2 separate regions of the Sus scrofa genome follow, and region 2 is linked to region 1. Evidence: chromatin contacts called from public HiChIP or PLAC-seq data. All regions are on one chromosome and are shown on one strand. Each heading gives the region's core, a stretch centred on a gene start, on an enhancer-like site or on the middle of the called end of the contact. The rest is flanking DNA. Distances are from core to core; before and after follow the strand shown. Region 1 holds the start of BOP1 (ribosome biogenesis protein BOP1). Region 2 holds the start of SHARPIN (sharpin).

Region 1 (4,195 bases), core at 544-3,043:
GGCTGGTCTCCTTTCTCAGGGCCAGCCCCACTGCGTCCTGCACCAAGCACACCCTACTCGCTCTGTGTACAGACTAAGGAGGATCAAAAGCTCTTGCTCCATGGCCGCTTGTCCCCAGGGAGACCATGCCTGGGGGCGCAGCCACCTTGAGTAGAGACCATCACGGGCTGGACCATGTCCGCTTTCCTGCTCCAGGCTTTGCCTGGAATACAGGCCGTGAGGCCTGGGGAGCAAGCTGACGCTGGCTGTGCTTCGCCTGGCCTGGAGCAGACTGAGAGGCGGGATGTCCCCACAGTAGGTTCATCCCAAAGGACCTCTGGTGCCCTCCCCCAAACGGGAGTTACGGGGAAGGGACAAGAAGAGGGAGAAGGGAAAAAGACAGAAAAATGGGGTCATTTCATTTGGCCGGCAAAGTTCAAGGCCTGGAACAAGGGGTGGTTCCCACCGTTAAAGAAACAGGGCCTGGGATGGAGAACGCCACATGGATATTTGCTGGGACAACACACAGTGTCCCCAAGGGAATGCAGCACGGTTTCTGGTCTCCTCAAAGGGACAAGTGGAACGAGAGAACGTGGCCTCCAGCTCTGGGCTCCTTTCAGCCCAGACTGCTCTTCCTTTCCAAGGGCTCAGCAGGATGACAGGCAACAACTCAGTGGGGTCCAAGAAATCCAGCGTTTGGGCGCTCAGGAGAGTAAGCACGTTTGGAGGCGCCCGGAGCCTGCCTACGACTACGGTGGCCTAGGCCACCCCCCTGCCAGCCGCGAGCCGTGGCTCCGACCTGCCCCACCTCGACGTCACAGCCAGGACGTCCATCTCCAAGTCCAACCTCCGCAAACTGGAGTTGTCCAGCCTGCGGAGTCAGACCATGTAAATCACCTGCCCGCTGCCAGGCAACGGGAGACAGGGCGTGAATAAAGTCGCGCACAGAGCAAGAAACACGAGTCGCTCTTGGGAAAGCAGCTCTGGGATCTGGACCCGGGCTCGAGACCAGCCTGAACTTTATGACGTTGTGCTTTCTGTTTTCGCTCCCTCTCCTTTCGAACTAGAGAAACGCCCTCCAGTTCCAGGGCCGAGACTTGATTTACCCTGAATAACTGCCCACCACACCACTGGAACTCTGGGGCCACCGGGGCCCAGCGTCCACTAGCGAAGCCGGGGGCTGTTCTAAGCACAGACGCGTCCCGCAGTCGTCCCACAGGCAGCAAGCGCAAGCCCACGGAGGCAGAAGCCCTTCCTACCCAACGCGGGAGAGCGGCGTGGACAGGAGCGACCTCCAGCGGGCCTGCGACGCTTCTCCCCGCACTACCCCCTGCTCCCCACCCCCACACCGGGCCTGCGAGGCGGGGTCCGGGCCTGCCCGTCCTGGGCCCCCGCGCCGCGGCCTCCCCGCCCCGGGCCGGCGCCCTCGGCCCCTCACCGGGCTCCAGCAGATAAGCGCGTCCGTGTCCGGGTCGCTCACGAGAGTCCAGAGCTTGGTCAGGAAGGCCGGGACGTTGCTGGGCCCCGCCGCGCCCGGGCCCACGGGCAGATCCATACCGGGCAAGGTGGGAGAGGCGGAGGCGGGACCGCGAGGAGGGGCTGAGGGCCGGGCTAGCGCCGCTGCCGCGCCTGCCGCCCGGGCCGCGCGCCGCCGCCCGCTGCGCACACACGGCCCCGGGGCCTGGCATGGCCGCCGCCATCTTGCGACGGGCGCGCTCCCGCCGGCGCCGCCCGCGTCCCACGGCGCGCGCACGCACACCGGCCCCCGTCCCGCCCGGCGCCCTCTGACCCCGCGGGCCCGCCCCCAGGCCCACGCGGTCGCGTCGCTGCCGGAAGTGGCGGCGCAGGGCAGACCGGCGGGCGGCATGGCGGGACCTCAGGGCGCGCGGCGCGTGGCGGTGGCCGGGACGCGGCCCGGGAAGCGGATGCTGGAGCCGGGGCGGGAGCCGGAGGAGGTGACGCGGGAGCGGGAGCGGGAGCGGGGGGGGGCGGCGGGGCTGGGCCGCGGCACCGGCCGGGGAGCGATCCCGCCCAGCGCCCGGCGGGCCTGGGAATGCGAGGAGGGAGGGGTCTCCTGTCCTCCGCCCCGGCGGCCTTGCGGGGGCGTCCTGGGCAGGGAGCTGGCTGGCGGTTGTGTGGGTCGGAAGAAGGTCTGGGCCGGAGAGAATAAGGAAGGAGAGCCGGCGTCCTGCGCAGCGGTCTTCCTGGGCCTTTGAATTGTCATCTGGGCGCAGAAGATTTGAGCCTGCAGTAGCTGCTTGTATAGCCAAATGTTCCTGACACGTTAGACGTTGTAGAAGAGGAAACGAGGATGAGAAAGCAGCGCCTGCTGCACTGGACGGCCCGTTTTAGCTGGACTCATGCTCTTCCTGTCCAGCGGAACCCCAGCCGCGCTGTGGGGGTGTCATCAAATCTCATCAAATCTCGGTGGTAGAAAGCCATAGCAGGCTTGTGCAGTCGAGCCTCGCAGCTGGGACTCCACGTTGCTGGTTTATCAGGCTGCCCCTTCACTTGTGACAAGTGCTCGTGGTGCTCCCTGGCCGGCAGGCAGCTCTGGGCACCATGCTCACCCACTTGTAGTGCTTTTGCCTCTGTATTCATCAGCGGCTGTTTGTGTTTGTGCCCAAAACATTTGTGCCATTTTTACTTGCCGTTGTAATTGTGTAGCTAGTTAGGCACGATAGAGTGTGTGCTGAGTGCTGTTTGGTAGCTGCTCCGTGCAGGCTGTCCAGTTTGGCGAGAGACTCAGGAACTATTGAAAAACAATGAAATCTAGAATTTTGCCTTCCAATGAATGCTTGCTAAGAGTCTGCAGGTTCTTGTTCCACCGTGCACCCTGTCTGGTGGAGTTAGGGCCGGGGTGGTGTCTGGTGGGCAGAAGTCTGCTCAGAAGCAGCTCTGGTCCTGCGCCACACAGAGCTGGTCACCGACAGTGTGCTCCTTGCAGCCCTCTCTCCCCGGCGCCCCGGCTCCCAGCCTGTCTGACAGCGAGGAGAGTGTGTTCTCAGGCCTGGAAGATTCTGGCAGTGACAGCAGTGAGGAGGAGGACGGGGCCAGCGGCGAGGAGCAGCACAGCAGGATGGAGAAGGCCACGGGGCAGCAGGTGGGTGAGCGAGCAGTGTTCTGGTGTGCTCGTCCTCGCTCTCCGGGCGGGTGGCCGGGAGAGTGCCTGCCAGCTCGCGGGCTCTGCTTTCTCTTTCCTCTGGTGCGGGGGGGGGGGGTTCTGAGCCCTAGGGCACCAGTTTTCAACCGCAGTAGGAACCCGGAAAATCTCCATGGCTGTGAGCCACCCACCGTGATTCTGATGTCACCCTTCCCGGGCTGAGTCTTTGCTAGACTTAGCTGGAGGCTGGGTTTCCTAGGGGGCAAAGCCTGAGGTGGAGATCTGCGTGCTGGGGGCCGCCTGGGGCAGCTGGGGGCGCTCTGGTCCCCACCCCCCAACCCCGAGGCTTTGTAATCTGTCGCTGTGACGCTGGGGAAGGCTCATCCCACTCTTGTTTTAAGTGAGAAACGCGAGAGAAAAGCTTGATTTAACTCAAGTGTGATGTCTGTCGTTTGGGACACCCAGGAAAAAGTTTATACCTCCTTATGCTCCCCACAGCCCTGGTGTTCTAGAATTTAGGACTGGGATGGAAACCCAAAAACATGCTTGTTTGCTCTGGTTCTTAGGAAGAAAAGATTTAAAGTCAGATTTAGGTCCTCTCCCCATTCAGGCTTTAACTGTCACGCTGGTGCACGGAAGATGACCCAAGCCTTGCCCGTGGTCCGTGGGATTCTGGGCAGCCATCGTCCCCCTTCTTTTTAACTTTTTAAAATGGCAAAATGGTTCCTGTTTGACAAAAAATGAAATCCGACACGAGTGCTGTTTAGTAAAGGATGGAAGTTCCTGTTTGCGTCTTTGCTCCAGGTGGGGACCGCCGTTCTTATATTATCTTGCTGGATCTTTTTCCTCTTTTAAAATGAAAGGTCCTTAAGGGTCCAAGAGCTTAAATGCTTAAACTTTTTTTTCAAAGAGGACTTTCACTCTTTCTTATAAGCGAAATTTTAGGAGTTCCCGTAGTGGCTCAGCAGTAATGAACCTGACTAGTGTCCGTGAGGGTGTGGGTTTGATATCTGGCCCCACTTAGTGGGTTCAGGATCTGGCGTTACCTTGAGCTGTGGTGTAGGTCGCAGACGTGGCTTGGGTCTGCTGTTGCCGTGTCTGTGGTGTAGGCTG
Region 2 (4,195 bases), core at 575-3,074, 110 kb after region 1:
GGGGCTCTCATCCTCGCCACCCTGGCTCTTGCTCAGTCTGCACGGAGAGAAGCGTCAGCCGGCGCTGTCCTGCACGCCGCAGTGCCCCGTGGGCAGGCCCTGCCCCCTCTCACCTGCTGGGGCTGAGGCCCGAGGTCTGGGGTGGGGACAGGGCCTCCAGCACGTGCGGCTGGCCCTCCTGGCAGAACTGCTTGAACATGTGCTTGTCGTCTCCCGCCATCTTACAGGAGTAGCTCTCGATCCTGGAGATGCAGGCGGGACCATAGAGGACGCCACCCCCAGGTCAGGTCAGAGCCAGCGCGGCATGAGCTCTGCAACGCCAGCCCCGGGCCCCGGCCTCACCTGCCAATGATGTGGGCATCTCCCGTCTCCACGGTCAGCTGCGAGTTGATGGCCTCGAAGCTGGAGTTCTCCAACAGCTTCATGTCCTTGGGGCGGAGGGTCCTGTGCTTCGGGGGGCTCGTGCTGCCTGGGGATGGAAGGTCAGTCTGTGGGTATCTGGCCCTTGAGGCTCCACCTTCGGGCCCTCCTCCCACTGAGTGGCACCACCATAAACAAGCTGGGTTCCTCCTGCAGCCTGCTCCCAAGCCTTCAGCACTGGTGGAGGGAACAGATGCCCTTTCACTGAGACTGGCAAGTCCAGGCCCACCGCAGCCACACCTCCTGCACTTCACAGGAGTTCTTGGGCCAGGCTGGGGGACCAATGGGGGATCCTGTGCACCCTGGGGATGCTGGTTTAGTGTCTGCTCCAAGACTCCCCGTTCGAACTGAAGAGCCCCGCCCACCAAGGGGGGCACTGTGAGCCTGCGAAGGAACGAGACTCCTCCAGCCAAGCTCCTCAGCCAGGTAAAGAACCCGCAGCCGGTTCGGAACCAGGAGACCAGGGGCTCGGCCCTGCGGGCCACCTGGGTGCGGCGCTCTTCCCTATTCTACAGGCTGCCTTCTAGCAAAGGGGGAGAGAAAAACCCATGAGTTCCTGCTTCACTCCCCAAGGACGCCGGGGAGCAGAGGGAGGCCCCACGACCCCCCAAGGGCTTGTCAGCGGGGCCGCTAGGGCGCTCCCGGGTCGGCCGGGTCTAAGGGGAACCCCAGTCTAGCCACGCGAACTACAAATCCCAGGAAGCCGTGCGCCTCGAGACGCACGCACGCGCGCCAACGCAAAGCCTGCTGGGGGCTGTAGTTCCGGAGCCGCCGAGTCGGCGCCGGGCACAGGGGCGTTCGCCTACCTGCTTGCGCTGCGCTCAATCCGGTTGGGCCGGGTCGGACCGGGCCAGACAGGGCAGGTCGATAGGCGTCGGTGCGGGTGAGAAGGCGGTGCGGGCCCCGGACAGCGCGAGCTCCTCAGGACCGGAGGGCGGCGCCGCGGCCTCCTCTCGGGCCGCACTGTATCCGGGGGAAGAAGCTCCGCGGCGACGTCCCGTTACTCCCGGCCCTGCCGGCCCATCCGGGCTGCCACCGCGACATAGCCACGCCCCTGTACGGCGCCCGACTATCGCGACCGACCTGCCCGCCGACCGCCACAGAAGGCCTGAGCAGGCGAGCGAACGACCTCTGCCTCCCCGGGCCGGACAACAACAAGCGTCCGCCAGGTCCGGCCCCACGCGTCTGAATGGCCCGCTCCAGCCGCCGGGATCGGGAGCTCGCACAGCCATTCGGGGGTTTACCCGCCGCTCAGTCCTGTCTTATGCTCCTACTGGCTGTGGCGCCTGTCCATCATCCTCTCCGCCGTGCGAACACGCCTTCCCCGCTGGCGCTCATTGGCCACGACCCCCGCCGGCTCCGCCCCAGGTGGCTGCCGGGGTTCCCAGGAGGAGCTTGCGGACTAGTGAGGTGTGGGCAGGACCGGGAGGCGGGGCCCGCGGCTGGAGGTCGGCTAGAAGGGGCCTGGGAGCGGTGTCTGGCTTCAGCCAGACGCGGACCTCTGTGCTGCAGTCCCCGCCCGACCCTTTGGGGCCTTCCAGTCGTGGCCAGTGTTTTCATCCTTGACACTTTGCCCCGGGTACGGGCCTCCAGGCCCAGTCTCGCCCTCCCGAATCCGGAGACCCTCGGCCGTGTCCTTCCTGGGCGAAGCGGGCGGGTCGGGCTCCGACGCTTTGGCGGCGCCCGGAACCCCAGGCTCGCGGCTCCAGTTTCCGGCCGGCGGAGGCGCTCGGCCCCCCGAGGCCACGGAAGCGGGCTCAGGGGGCCGGGCCGAGGTCGGACCGGAGATGGCGCCTCCAGCGGGCGGCGCGGCCGCCTCCTCGGACCCGGGCTCGCCGGCGGTGCTCTTGGCCGTGCACGCCGCGGTGAGGCCGCTGGGCGCGGGGCCGGACGCCGAGGCGCAGCTGCGGAGGCTGCAGCTGAGCGCGGACCCCGAGCGACCGGGGCGCTTCCGGCTGGAGCTGCTGGGCGCGGGACACGGGGCGGTGAGTGGGAGCAGCCGCGGAGCCGCGGGGGCCAGGTCCTTCCGTTCGCCAGCAGCGCCCGGGAGCGGTTTTTTTCCTTGCTTCTGTTTACTCGCCCGTAGACTGGAGGTAACGCTGGTACCTCCCTTCATAGGACGACTGAGGAGGTTTCATAAGATAATACGAGTAAAGGGCTTAGGGCAGTGTCAGTGGTCTACACACGTTACCTCGTGTTCTTTTGATCATCTTGCAGTGTGCGCTGGGGGCGAGGCACTGAGCCCGGACTCTCCCCCTCCTCAGGTAGGTTTGGAGTGGCCCTTGGAGTCAGTTTACTACAACGTCCGAGGCCCCAGCCAGCATGAGCTGCAGCCTCCACCAGGAGGGCCTGGGACCCTCGGCCTGCACTTCACGGATCCGCAGGAAGCTCAGCGGTGGGCAGCCCTGGTCCGCAGTGCCACCATGGAAGGACAGAATGGTCAGTGCCCTGGATCGAAGATTCATTTGATTGGCCAGAGACTGTGTCAGTGCTAGGAGAAAATCGCAGTAGCCCAGTCCCCCAGGCCTGGGTAGGGGACTTAGTGATTAGTGGGAAAGCTAGACACTCCTTACCCACTGCTGAGGTTCTGGGGAGATACCCAGGAGGGAGAAAGTAAAGAGCTGGCGCTTGGGGTCCCAGGCAAGTGCAGAGGGCAGAGCAGGCGGGCCCTCGGGACCTGGGTGAGGAGCTAGACTGTCAGAAGCAATGGGAAGCTATTCAGCAGTAGAGTGACAGCCGCGATTCAAGCTACCTAAGACTGGGTGAGGTCTGAATGTATGTGAGTGCCAACAGGTAGGGCTGGAGAGAAGGAGGATGTTTCCAGCGATGCTTAGGAAACGGACTGGCTGGGTTTCATGGAGGTTTAAAAGATAGAGTTAGTGGTTGAGCCAGGAAGCTGCGAGGACCAGACACTGGAGCTTGTAGCCAGAGGGCCTGTCTGGAGGGCCTGGAGGTGTCAAGTTCTGGAACAGATGGGAGGGAAGGGAGGGAGGTGGATCTGGGCTGGAGCCCAGGCTTGGAAGAGGTAGAGGCTAGGGGTAGAAAAGGTCAACCAAGGTCACTAAGAGAGAGCAAAATGTGACAAGAAGCGGGTCCGGCAGGCACACGGTGCGTCAGGGAGAGTCCACAGATGCATCAGAAGAGCTGTGCGAGGGGTGGGAAGAAGAGCACACGTTGAGGGGAAGTGAGGTCGAGACAACATCATCCGCGGAGGGAGAAGGGCCTTTTTCTTTCATTCATTCACTCGTTCACTCACCAGGCGTGTATTCAGCACCACTAAGCACTCTTTTAAGGCCTCAGAGATCAAGTATGAAGCAAACTTTATTTTTTCTTTCTTTTTTAAATTTTTTTCTTTTTAAAAATTTTTTTCTTTTTTGAAGCGAACTTTTTTCTTTTGTTTTCTTTTTTCCGCCACTGTATAGCATGGGGATCAAGTTACTCTTACATGCATACATTTTTTTTCCCCACCCTTTGTTCTGTTGCAATATGAGTATCTAGACATAGTTCTCAATGCTACTCAGCAGGATCTCCTTGAAAATCTTTCTAAGTTGTGTCTGATAACCCGAAGCTCTCGATCCTTCCCACTCCCTCCCCCTCCCGTCGGGCAGCCACAAGTCTATTCTCCAAGTGCATGATTTTCTTTTCTGAGGAGATGTTCATTTGTGCTGGATATTAGATTCCAGTCGTAAGTGATATCATATGGTATTTATCTTTGTCTTTCTGACTCATTTCACTCAGTATGAGAGTCTCTAGTTCCATCCATGTTGCTGCAAAT

What was found. HiChIP or PLAC-seq counts read pairs in DNA pulled down with a chosen protein or histone mark.
Region 2: a contact with region 1 is called in an H3K27ac HiChIP or PLAC-seq map of alveolar macrophages. The contact joins the promoter of SHARPIN here to the promoter of BOP1 in region 1. A contact is called at or near these places in 1 of 5 promoter capture datasets (liver), 3 of 47 Hi-C or Micro-C datasets (heart right ventricle, liver and skeletal muscle) and 2 of 2 datasets of contacts at active chromatin or transcription factors (alveolar macrophages and skeletal muscle).

What each region holds. Positions count from the first base shown.
Region 1 is chr4:484,769-488,963 of Sscrofa11.1, forward strand. It overlaps BOP1 (ribosome biogenesis protein BOP1), which reads left to right and starts at 1,794. Exons shown (of 16, transcript XM_013988007.2): 1 at 1,794-1,934; 2 at 2,927-3,082. The coding sequence starts at 1,845. HSF1 (heat shock transcription factor 1) reads right to left here and starts at 1,697. Exons shown (of 13, transcript NM_001243819.1): 1 at 1,418-1,697. The coding sequence starts at 1,534.
Region 2 is chr4:598,874-603,068 of Sscrofa11.1, forward strand. It overlaps SHARPIN (sharpin), which reads left to right and starts at 1,825. Exons shown (of 9, transcript XM_003125446.6): 1 at 1,825-2,405; 2 at 2,685-2,859. The coding sequence starts at 2,208. It overlaps MAF1 (repressor of RNA polymerase III transcription MAF1 homolog), which reads right to left and starts at 1,647. Exons shown (of 8, transcript XM_003125444.4): 1 at 1,227-1,647; 2 at 343-469; 3 at 114-242; 4 at 1-37. The coding sequence starts at 425.